Linked DNA regions of Zea mays: region 2 is linked to region 1. A link is a contact called in public Hi-C data. All regions are on one chromosome and are shown on one strand. Each heading gives the region's core, a stretch centred on a gene start, on an enhancer-like site or on the middle of the called end of the contact. The rest is flanking DNA. Distances are from core to core; before and after follow the strand shown. Region 1 holds the start of LOC100502266. Region 2 holds the start of LOC100283858 (60S ribosomal protein L27).

Region 1 (6,267 bases), core at 2,620-5,119:
GCTACTCGCCGGAGCGACCGTGCGGTGCCACGAGGACGGGGAGCATGGGGAAGGGCCACACCAACACCAGGGCAGGGCCACTCACCGATGCAGCACCCATAGTTATTAAAGCGGTAAGGCGATAAGGCGATCGACCCCCTTTTTACCTTTTAAACGGTAAAGCGTAAGGCGAGGCGAGGCCTTAATTATATAGATAAATATAAAAATTATACCAAATATTAGTTACATATCACTAATTAGAAGCTAATAAGCAAGTAGCACAGCTGTATGGCCTCCTAGTAGGCCCATTCTAGTCTAGTAGAAAAGAAAAACAGTAAAAAAAAGGGAAAAGAAAGAAGCCCATTACCAATTAGCCTAGCCCAGCCCCATAGTTGTTAAGGCGGTAAGGCAAGGTAAAGCGGTCGCCCCCCTTTTTACCTTTTTAAGCGGTAAGGAGTAAGGCGAGGCGACGCCTTACTAATATATAAATATAGGAATATAGTCTTAAATAGGTAGGGATGATAGTACTATTAGGAGTACAAGTTCAACATAAGACAACATAATAGACTTATAATACAACATAATTAATAGGTAGTAGTAGAAGATTAGAAAAAATAAATAAATATATAACTAATAGACTCACTGATTCTATAGAGAACTAAAAAGATAAGAAAAAATAAAGGGGTTAAAGACATATGGGCCACCGGCCTGCTGTTTCCTAGCCCACTACTTGACCTAACCTAGACGTCTCATATCCCTCTCTTAGCCACCACCCGGTGCCCGTCCGCACAGCAAGCGTCTCCCCCACACCGCCGCTCTCTCTTTCTCCCTCTCCCCTGGCGCCGACGCTCTTCTCTATCCTCTGTCCCCCACACCGCCGCTCCCCTCTTTCTCCCTCTCCCCCAGTGCTGCCGTTCTTCTCCCTCCCTCTCCCGCAGTTTTCTCTTCCTATCCCCACGCCGCTGTCGCACCCTCCCAGAGCCCTGCACGCCACCGCTTACTCTCCAGTCTAAGGCGACAAGGACACCTTGCTGCTAATCAGTGCCTTACCGCTTAAGCGTCGCTTAACGAATGCCTTAACAACTATGTCCAGCCCAACACCACGATATTAGGTTAACCTCACTGTTCCACGAAGCCAGCAGCCGCCAGTTCTCCTTCCACGCACAATTGCCTCTTCGTCACAGCTTCTCGCTCACCACAGCCGCCCTGCGTGCCGCCGCCGCGACCCGCGCCCCGTCACCACCTCTTTCCTGCGCCCCGCCGCCGCCTCTTCCCCCCGCCTTAGTCGTGCAACAAGGCAACAGGACGCCTTTCTTGCTCCCGATCGCCTTACCGCTTAGGTGTTACTCGCCTTAATAACTATGGTAGCACCCCCACGCTAGGGCTGCCGCCGGAGCCACGCCCATGTTGAGGCCACATGCCAAGAAAGGGCATGCACTAGGGCCACCATTCGCGCCAAAAAGGGTCACGCATGTGCCAAAGCCATGTTGTAGGGCCGCACGCATGTCGGGGCCACCACCGAAGCCACACCAACACTGGGGAAGGGACATGCCTTTCTTTCACGCGATAGGAACAAAGGGAAACGAATCAGTATTTTTCATAACCGATGGCAGATGGGTAAATTTGGAAGCCAAAAGCACGTGAAAGCAAGGGTAAAGGTGTTGTGAGTTTTGTACTAGAGCAAAAGCAGCTTTTGACCCAAAGCAGTTTGCTTTTTGGGCCTATTTGGTTCTCGGTTAACTGCGCCACAACTTGCCTAAGGTTAGTCGGACAAATTAAAGAACTAAACTTAGGCAGAAAAAATTAGGCAAACTGTGGCAAGTTAGGCAGCGAACCAAACAAGCCCTTTATCCCTTTGGTTAGCTTTTGGCTTTCGCAACAGCACGAAAATAGATTACATATATGAGGATCGAGGTTGGCTAAGTCCATTCTACATAAAATGATTTTTCCAAACAAATAGAAGCTCTAGAAAGGAAGATAAAAATGAATGGAAGACAACTCCATATAATCCTACAGTATTAAGTATGAACACATTAAAAAACATCAGTTGCTTAGCTTGTCACCCAAAGCACATGGTCCAAATAATAGTGTATTACATGTTATTCAAGTCTATATGCTACCAATAAACAACATAAACCATCCCTCAAAATTAGCAGAACACATAGCTAATACTCCAAATTAAAAGCTAAGAAAGTGAATAAGCTGAACTCCAGCATCTCTAAATGCAAAACATGAAAAAATAACTGTCCAACCACTCAAGGCTGATTTAGAGCTAACTAATACAAATAGCTGATTATCTCCTTATATTGACTAAACCGAAATATAGATGATTCAGAGCGATCCAGAGAGAAAGACTAAAACAGAAATGGTGTATATGTATGACCAACAAATAACATCTCAACCTGTAATAGTGCACATGTACTCAGAATGGGAAGCCAAGAGCACAGGATGTACAGTATACACTTTTGACAAATGTAACTAGAACCAGTCCAATTCTAGCACAGTTTCTTTCAGCTATATCACAACTGTGGATGTAGATGTAACTGAAAAACAGGACACATAAGAACAGGAGAATACTGAATATTTCGGCCTTCTACTTGCGAGCTGATGCAATCTAACATGACTAAAAGGGTAATTTTCTTAAGGAAATATTCAAAACCCATGGGCAACACCTGTTCCTAATCTCAAACAAACGCATCAACAGTTTAATGTTGATCTAACTTAGGACCTGACTAAAACAGGATACAATGTATCCCTGCATATATAAATAAATGACAAGATAGTAACAGAAACATTAGATAGCAGTTAACCCTAGGTCAAAGCAATAGAAGAAGTGGATGTGTGCTGCGCAATCTGTTAAGTTGTGCAAGCTTGCAATTAGCCATCTAACGCATATCTAATGGTGACAGATAATTTTACGTTTAACCCAGCAAGGATTAAAGAGATAGAGGGTGAGGTGGGACGGGTTGAAGGTATGCATTAGATGGCTTAAATCATGTAACTGCACGCTTGGAGAAACAGATTGCACAGGATACGACCTCTTAGAAGAAACTAGGTTTAAGTTAATCTCAGCAGGAAAGTTAGCTGAACAGCAGAGCAATAACAGAAGGACCATCCCAACAGCACATTTCACTCCAGAGGAAAGGGGCCTTAACTTCTACTCCCTTCTAGATAACACTACCTCTGCCTTCCTCGATCTACGGACTGTATTTATAGCCTGCCTTGAATCAATAAATATCGCTAAATTCTTCCTATAAAGTAAGGATCGCACCGTAACAGTTGGTAGATTCGGCAACCCGGCCATAGCCTTGATCCCATTCCGCTTTCAGATTTGGCATAATCACCCCGCGGAAGAATTAAAAAACAAAGGTGTCCTCGCTGCGCTAAAAGCGCGAATTCGGCATCCCAAGCAGTCCGGAGAAATGAAATTGGAAATCAGTCCGTCCTCTTAACTAACCGCGCCGCGTCTCACCCACCCCGGCGGGCACGCGACGCGCTAAGGATCCCGCTCCGTTCCAATCCGTCCGTTCCGTGAGACTGTGACACAGCAGTCCTAATGGTCCTGATTGGGGGGTAGGATCTCCGTACCAGGCGATCGTCGGGCGGCGGAGGAGACGGCGGCCAGATCCAGCCAGGGAGGGCGGCGGCGTCTGTTGACTAGGGTTCTCCCCTGTTTGCTTCCCCTGTGATGCGCCGGTGGGCTGCTTGTGTTCCTTTATTATTTTTTTCCTTTTCTCTTCGACAATACTTTTTTTCCCTTTTCGGTTTGGCTTTGGAAGAGAGGTTAGGCTTCCTTCCGGCTTTCGATTGCTCGTCTCGCCTCTCACGAGCGTCCGGTCCTCTGCGTGACGAACGACTTGGTGAGAGAAAGAGAGGAGGGAGGAGGAGGAAGGGTGGGTGTGAGGGCAGGAGGCCAGGGGTGGGGCTGAATTTATAGCGCTCAAGCTCGTGGCTACTGCCCCCGCGCTACGCGCACCAAACGAATCCCACTCACGACGGTTTATCTCACTGTATTGTGGGGCCAGGGTCTGGTGGGAGCCAGTTGTCTGCGAGGGCCGGGGGCGAGCCCCCGTGCGCGCGTAGGCGTGGGGCGGTGCGAACCGGTGGGGGCGCGTGGGCGACTGCGTGTCCGCATCTCGGTGCGGTCGAACCAGGTTGGAGTTCGTCTCCAGTTCACTTCCCTTGTTTTCTTCTCGATTATATCCTTTGCTATCTCTTTTTCATTCATACTCACACGTCAACTGAACAGCACTCCGGATAATAAAAAAAATATTGTCACCCAAGGAATGAGAAAATATTCTGGTTTTATTGAAAAGTGAAAACATGAAGGGATAATCAAGTGCGGTGGGGGAAAAGGGCCGTAGATGAGTACGTGCTTTTTTCCTGGGGTAATATAATAGATAATTAATCATCTCCTCAAAATAAATAAATCATTTATCCTATTGATTAATTAATGGGTTATTTTTTTGGATGGCGTCGGCTGCTAATGCATAGACGAGATGAGGAAGAAAAAAAAAGAAATTTGGGTGGTGTGTGGAGACCGGGGAGTGGAGCGGCGGATTAATTTGGACGGTAGGATTAGGAGGGACACGGAATGCAAGGAGAATCTGCAGGGCAACTGCCCCCCCCCCCCCCCCCCCCCCCCCTGCCTTTTTTTTCCTTTCTCGCTTTGCTTTCAGGCTGGGTCGTGGTATGACTGTATGAGCAAGTATCTCCGATTAATGAATGATGGCTCGTGGAATGGATGGGGATGTTCCGCGGGCGGGTTCTAGCGCCACGGTTATTTAAGGTACACTAATCAATTCGTTGCGCTGATTATTGGTGATGTCCAACGGCATTGCTTACTTGTCCTAAACGTGACTTGGAACCATTTATGTTGTACTCCTAAACTCGGTGTATAGCAGTAAAAACTTTCCAAACAGTGCCTTTTTTTAGCGCACAAGCTAAAATACTGGCAACAGGCATTATTTGTCCAGTGTCAAGAAATTTTCTCGGATGCTCAATCTTTTCATATGTATACATGCATGTCCAGTTTTTTTGTGCAAAGTGTTAGTTGAATGTTGAGGTCTAACTAGCATTTTTTTTGGGAGTTCAAACTTCTACGAAGTATCTAGAAATATGGAAGTCAGCAAAAGTCGTCGTGTGTTTTCAGCGGCGGACGCAGGACTGGAATTAAGGAGGTGCTAGTGTAACAAAAAAATAGTTTATATGTAGCATATGTGTAGCAATAAAACATTATGTAATATACCACTAGGTTACTACTTGCTAACCATGAGTAGTAATAAGAGTAGTAGGCAATGGCATTCTACGTTTACTTATGGCTTGAGAACGTTCAGTGATCATACAGTCATTAAGGCTTATATATATCTCCCATTCAGTATATCAAGGCACTGAACCACCCATTTGAAATTCTATTTCGCAAAGTAGACAAGTAGTATTGATAATATTCTTGATTTGTGTTTTCGTTAGTGCCAGGAGTATTACTTGTAACACCTCAAAATCACAATTTTAGAGGTATGAAAAAGTCTTCAAATATTCTAATTTAAGAGACCTTTTCATAATGATTTACTTACCTCCAAAGTAATTTCTCCCAAATTAAATACGTTTCTAATAAGAGACTAAATAAAAGACACTAAATTATCCTTGGTTGGAGGATATAAAATGGGTCATATAAAAGGGTTGTGTAAAATTATTTCTTAGAGCATCTCCAACAATGCCTCAAACTAGTGCCTCAAATTGAAATATTGGGCTTTACACAGGAAAAACTACTCCAACAGTGTCATATTTCATATTTTTTTGTGAAAAACTATAGGGCACCCTCTCAAGTGACTCAAGTATACTACACCGTAGTGGGCTGCCCTATAATCTAGATTTGAGGCTTTACTGTTGGAGCGATGTGTTTTGTTGGTGCCCTAAATTTTATAAAATATACTTATTTTCAAATTATAGGGCATTTTTATAGGTCACGTTGTTGGAGATGCTCTTAGTATATATAATTTACATTAGAAATTTTATTCCCTTAAAAAGAAATAATGTGTGTGCATGTCATATTTTAGGCCTTTGCCTAAATAAAGAGAAGGAAATAATTAAAATAAAAAAATTAAAATGATGCATTCATCTTGGAGTTTTACTTTTGATTGTGCATTAAGATTTGAAACAAAGATGTGAATTTGATTTGCATTCGTAATTGAATTTGAATTTGGGAAATTGAAATAGAAGGAAAAAAAAGAAAAAAAAACAGGAACCCTACATGCTTGGGCCCATTCCACTATCGGCCCAGTCTCCTCA
Region 2 (6,654 bases), core at 682-3,181, 340 kb after region 1:
CATTCTGAAATAGGTTCGAAACTGGGATTTGGTCATTTTCATGCCAGATTCCGTTCAAATAAGATTTTGAGGTGCACGAATTAAGTTATAAAATAAGGTTTACTGGTACCAAACGCATTGATAAATTGTAACCAGGAAGACAATGTTGAACTTGTAAAGCAAACAACACAATAGTAACGAGCAGCAAAATGTGCCAAAGCAATCAAAATGCGTACCAAATTACAAGAGGTTCTAGGTGAAATAACACCTAACACGTTTGTTTAAAAAGGCAACATTAAAACATACCCAGCCTCAGAAGGTTACATGAATTATTTGCTTTACTCCACGGTATATTCTATTCTACTCACATGTCACAATTTATAATTCGTTTGACTTTTTGAACCGAGATTGACCGGTTCATCTTATTCAATTTTTTTGCAAGAAAATGGAAAATTCAAAGCCATATTTAAAATATATTATATACTAAACGATATCACAGTAAAAATTAATAATAATTACGATTTTTTTTGAAAAGCCAGTCAAACAAATTATAAAATGGAACGAAGGTAGTAGAATTCTTAGGATCCGTTGTATTTTATTTCACGAGTAAATAAAAGATAACAAGAGGCTACAAGCATGATCAACAAACAAATGAGAAACTAAAACTAACTGCCCATTAATTACAAGACAATGAATGAAGCAGCATCCAATGTGATAGCCAACAGCGCTTCGATTCGAACGTATCAAATTTTCCCTAATGTTACTCAAAAATATTTGGAAAGGAATGACTACCCAGCTCCGAAAGGCAGTATGAACAGTATTAAAAAAATTCTTTGACAGGGAGTCAAACAGCATCTAAGTAAAGCATGATTTTCCATGGAAGTTTAATATTCGCAATCAACCCGACATTACAAGTTTAACAAACTAATCAATAGGATAAATAAGATTGTAGCCAATATTTGTTGTCATCTACTTGATGAAACAGTTAATCCTAAAGACACAAATTGAACATTCAACAATTCCATAGAGCCCAGGGCCACTAGCTCAATTCAGCTAAGACCCCCTTTGAATACATGAAATTGAATTTCATTCTAATAATCGTAATTTAGACATATATCAATTAAACTAATATGGTTTTATACATAATATATTTGTATACCTTATGCTACATTTCTACTTTTCATAATTAACCAGATCATCAGGAGAAACAAAAGAGCATACTTGATGAAACACTACTAACAAGATGCATCACAAATGTCTGGCACCAACAAGAAACCCGCAAGCCGTAAAACAGAACAAAATTTTAACCAGACCTATCACGAAAACATGTAACACAACAACGGCATATCTTAGCAAATTTATCTCTGAGAGCCCCAGGACTAAACACGAAATATTCATGGTAATACGAAAACAGAGATGGAGTGTGTCCGATACAACAAATCGACAGCTAAAGCAGGACTATTCGGGAGGCCGAGCATCTAGAAGCGGAGCTTGGTAAAGAACCACCTGTTCTTGCCGGTCTTGAACCTCTCCTCAAGGCGCGCTTTGGCCGTCTTGCAGGCGGCGACCTTCTTGTCGTGGGTAGAGAGTGCGTCGGGCCCACCGGTGGCGACATCCTTGAAATCGACGTCGAGGGTGTAGCGGGTGGGCATGAGGTGAGTGAAGTTGACGAGCTTGATGAAGCACTTGACGCGCGACTTCTTCGCAGTCTTCTTGGCGGAGTCCTTGCGGATCACCTTCTTTGGGTACTTGGCGAGGCCTGCGACGAGGCAGTGGCCATAGGGGCGGTCGCGGGTGCCCTCCTCGAACACGCGCACGATAACTGCCTTCCTGCCGGCGAAGCGGCCCTGGAGGAGGATAACGGCCTTGCCGGGCTTGAGGAACTTCACCATCTTCGGATGCTGCTGCCGCTGCTGCGCCGCCGCCGCCGCCGCCGGGAGTGTAGGGTTTGGGAGGTGTGTCAAATCGGAGCACGGCGAAGAGAGAAGGTTATATAGTGTGGCGGCGCTAGGGTTTCCAGGTGGGTGGGTTTCGGCTGTTGGATCCAGGATCGGACGGTGCTGCCGTGCTCGAGCTTCAGGGGGCGCGGGATGAAGTAGTTCTGGGTCTGATGTAAGGCTCGTCGTCAATGGCCCAAGGCCCAACATGAGCACTACTGTAGCTTTTCTTTGTCGTACAGAAAAAGATCCAGTCGGCCAGTCCAAATTCCATCCCAGCATTCCTTCATGTGCCCCAGCTCTGCAGCTCAACACCGGTCTCATCTCTTCTCTACTCCTTAAGGTTGTGTGAGGCAACTATGTCATCTCCTATCTTATCTTCTTATAGCATATAGTTTGTTCTAACACTACGATCTCGATCAGATGAGGAAAGAAGTCGATGGTGGCAGTGACACGAGTGAGAGGAGGGGGAGGGGCCGGCGGGGTCACAATAGAAGAGGGACTGGGGGAGGCTATGGCGGTGGGGTCACGGGGAGAGGATGAAGAATGATCCAAATAATATTGTCTATTTGATTTACGTGAGTAATAGATATTAAGTTATCTAATGTTCTGAACCGTTGAATTTAATGGTGTTAAATTTGGGTGCAATTTGTTTGGTGGATTTAGTTATTGTTATGAGTGTGGATGATTTGGTCAAGTGAGTTTTGCAAAGTTTAAACTATTGAAATATACAGTAGTATATATTTCAAACTTTACTAAATAAACAATAATGTCTACAATGCAAACAACAGTTTTTTTGTATGGCCTTATGTGCGATCTATTGAAGGTAGCCTAAAATACAAGTTTTCATTGTTCCATCATTTCCACTGTCCCGTTTGTCATGCACAAAGCATGTAGATCCATTCCTCTCCTCCAGCATCTCATAAACAAATAATTTTCGAGATAAGCTTCCATCCATATATGATCGAACAAGGACAACAAAAATATGATAGGCTCGAACCCCCATAGAAGCGGGCGACGAAACAGGAGCCATGAGGGACGTGCGCTCCCTGCCGTTACACCTAAAAATCCTTATCATTTAGTTGTCGGTTTTAGGGCTGAAAAATAAGCTCGAGGCTCACGAGTCGGCTCGAATTTAGAGTGGCTCGGCTCGGCTCGGCTCGAAGCGACTCACGAGCCTCGAACGAGCCGAGCCCATTTCTCGAGCTCATTTTTTCAGCGAGTCGAGCTGAGCCGGCTCATTTCGACTCGCGAGCCGCGCCAAATTGTTTGATTCCGAATAATGATTAATATTAGATAATTTTATGGATAATAGCTTGTTTTTTTAGTCTTTAATGGCGAATATATTACACTTTATAATTTAAATTACTCATAATATTGAATGATGATTCCATATTTCAAATTTATATAATGTTAATTCACTAAATAATGCAATAATCAGTATTAGGAATTAGCTCGCGAGCCAATATCGAGCCGAGTCGAGCCCATTCAATCATCGAGCCGCATCGAGCTGAGCCGAGCCGAGCTTGGCTTAGCTCGTTTCCAGCCCTGGTCGGCTCCCATCTCTGGTGCCGTTGTCGAGGACACACTAAACGCCTCGCTGATGTATTTGGCTCGCCTCGGATGGTCTCTTGTCTTCTGCCTCAACCGCTCTATCATCCATCGGTGCCCATGTCCACTCTAGGGGTGAAAATGGGACGGGTACCGGATACGGGTACCAAAATTACTCGAATTTTTGGATACAGATACATATATTTTTATGTCGGGTTGGATACATGTACTAGCCTGATATTTAACTTTCGGGTACGGGTAGAATATGGAATCAGTGTTACACGGCAACTACTCGGATACTAATACGTTCGGGTACCCGGCTGGCAGTGGCGCAGTGCGGTACAGCCATGTCCGTCAGCCGCATTGTGCCTTGGCCTGCTCCTGTGCAGCGGTGCTCACTGCTGGCTCAATAGCAGTAGCAGTGGTGCGCCTCGGCCTGCTGGATCTCTCCTGGGCTACGATGTATAGCAACGATCGACAGGTGTTGGCGTGTTGCTGTCGCCATTCACGTAGCATTTTGATGCCCAATTATTACGTTACACTGGCGCTGGGAGTTGAATATACAAGTAACCCCGTGGAGCACAATCTGCACATCGTCTACCGGCCTTAGGCCTGCTAATGGCAGAAAATCCAATCCACTCTCATCTATACCCAAATCTAATTACTTTGATATTCATCCCACACCTAACCAAAAATACTAGAAGTAAGTTAAACTCAACTCATCCAATAACATTATTGATCTCAAACCAACTCGTAATTGGATGGAAACACATGGAAAACCCGTGGGTTTAGCTTATTGTCTCACATCAAGCCAACTGCATACACTGATACACAGTGATAATTTTATAGATAGTTTCAGTGACATACAAAAACATAGTTGCATATATAGTGACAAATTTGGTCAATGAACATTTAGATCTCGAGAGAATAACAAAAACATATGTTAAAGATCCTTCATCCATCTATGTTTAAAAGAAAAATAAACAAAGTTAACAATTCAATTAACAAGGAGATACATAAAAAAGCCTTTGCTAAACGTGAAGTAGAAAACTTAGAGTAAAATAACTAAATGGCATGTGGTGGTGCTGTGGCTTAATTATCCTGTGTTCAGCCTGTAGTAGCATTAGTAGTTGTACAGCCTGTATAGAGCCGACAAGACAGACACTACCGGAATTTCTCTCTTTGCTGAGTACCAAATACTTTGTCGAGTGTTTTTTTCGGGCTCTCGGCAAAGAAGCTCTTTGCCGAGTGCCACACAAAAAACTATCGGTAAAATAAAACACCCGGTGAAGAAGCTCTTTGCCGAGTGTTTTTTTGACACTCGACAAAGAGCTTCTTTGCCGAGTGTCAAAAATATAACACTCGGCAAAGAGCTCTTTGCCGAGTGCTTTTTTCCAACACTAAGCAAAGACAATTTAAAAATCACATTTAAAGCAGTAAATTAATTCAAATGAAAAGGTTTTTAACTACAAATTTGTATAACTCATCATGATGTACATTTTATATTTTGAACATTTCTTCATATGACAAACTAAAAAAAAATTTGTTCATAAAACCTATATCTCTCTCATAGTTTATGGAACTACGAGAGATATGTATAGAATTTGTGTATATTGTTAGAACTATCAAGTGAGATGAACAAATGATCAAACAACCAAAATAAACTTTGTAGATCTTGAAAAGTTATAGAAGTTTGTAGTTGACAACTTTTTCATTTGAAGTCATATTGTCAACGAAAACTATGTCTGAATTTTAAAAAAAAATAAAATTTGAATTTTTAAAACAACCTCGAAAGAAAAAAACCACCAACATGAAAGTTGTAGGTATTGAAGAGTTATGAAACTTTATAGTTGACAATATTTTGATTTGAAATCATCTTGTTATGCAAAATTATGTTTGAATTTTAAAATTTGAATTTTTCAAACTACCTCGGATGGAAAAACCACAAAAATAAAAGTTGTAGGTCTTGAAATATAATGAAACTTTGTAATTGTCAACTTTTTTATTTGAAATCATCTTATCATTGAAAAATTCGTGTGAAGTTTTCAAATTTAAATTTCAAATTTTGTAAACGGCCTCGGATGTAGAAACTATTAAATAGAATTTATAGATCTCAAAAAGTTATGCAACTTTATAGTTGGTCACATTTTCAAATAAAATGGTACTGATAAAATGGTATAGTATAGTGTGCTGTGTGTGACTAAAGAAATCAAAGACTTCTCTAAACCTGAAATAAAATGGTACTGATTAGGGTGGTAGTCTGATTGGTGAATACCCATGGAAACCCATACCTATACAAATCCATCTATACGCATGGATATCAACCATTTTGACCCGCAATATAAAATAAACACACCTGTCGGCGTTTCGAGACAGGGGGGTCCCTAAGCCGACGAGTGAGTGTGTTGCGTGCCCCAGCCCAGATGGGTCGAGCGCGTGGGCGAGCGCGAAGGGGGGAGAGGCGAGGTGGCCGGAGTCGAGCGTGAGAGAGGTGTAAGTCCCGCGGCCTTCGTGTTCGTCCCGCGCCCAGGTCAGGTGCGCTTGCAGTAGGGGGGTTACAAGCGTCCACGCGGGTGAGGGAAGCGAGCGGCCCCAAGAGAGCGCCTGTCCCGTCCTCGGTCCCGCGCGGCCAACCTTCTCTGAGAAGGCCCTGGTCCTTCCTTTTATAGTCGTAAGGAGAGGATCCAGGTGTACAATGGGGGTGTAGCAGAGTGCTACGTGTCTAGCGGAGGGAGAGCTAGCGCCCTAGGTACATGCCAATGTGGCAGCCGGAGAGATCTGGGCACCCTGCTGGCGTGATGTCGTGGCTGTCGGAGGTGCGGCGGAGCCTGATGGAGGGACAGCTGTTGGAGCGGTCGAGTCCCTGCTGACGTTGTCCTGCTTCCGTAAGAGAGCCGGGGGCCGCCGTCGTCATAGAGCTTGTGGAGCGCCATCATTGCCCCTCTGGCGGAGCTGGCCGGATGAGACGCCGGTCTTGTTCTCCGTGACCCGAGTCGATTCGGGGTAGGATGATGATGGCGCCTCCTGTTGACGTGGCGGTCTGTGCCCTAGGCAGGGCGACGTGGGGGTTCCTCCGAAGCCGAGGTTGAGTCTGCCTTTTGTTGCCGCGGCCGAGCCCGAGCCAAGGGGTCGGGCGAGGCGGAAGTCGTTCGGCCGAGGCCAGGGCGGAGTCCGAGCCCTGGGGTCG

The links. Hi-C and Micro-C count contacts between places; a contact is called where the count stands out from the background.
Region 2: a contact with region 1 is called in a Hi-C map of tassel, with 4 times the contacts expected there. The contact joins the promoter of LOC100283858 here to the promoter of LOC100502266 in region 1. A contact is called at or near these places in 4 of 25 Hi-C or Micro-C datasets (ear, endosperm, leaf and 1 more).

What each region holds. Positions count from the first base shown.
Region 1 is chr5:42,324,800-42,331,066 of Zm-B73-REFERENCE-NAM-5.0, forward strand. LOC100502266 reads right to left here and starts at 3,870. Exons shown (of 8, transcript NM_001323891.1): 1 at 3,568-3,870.
Region 2 is chr5:42,664,704-42,671,357 of Zm-B73-REFERENCE-NAM-5.0, forward strand. LOC100283858 (60S ribosomal protein L27) reads right to left here and starts at 1,932. Exons shown (of 1, transcript NM_001291614.1): 1 at 1,347-1,932. The coding sequence starts at 1,871. The coding sequence ends at 1,458.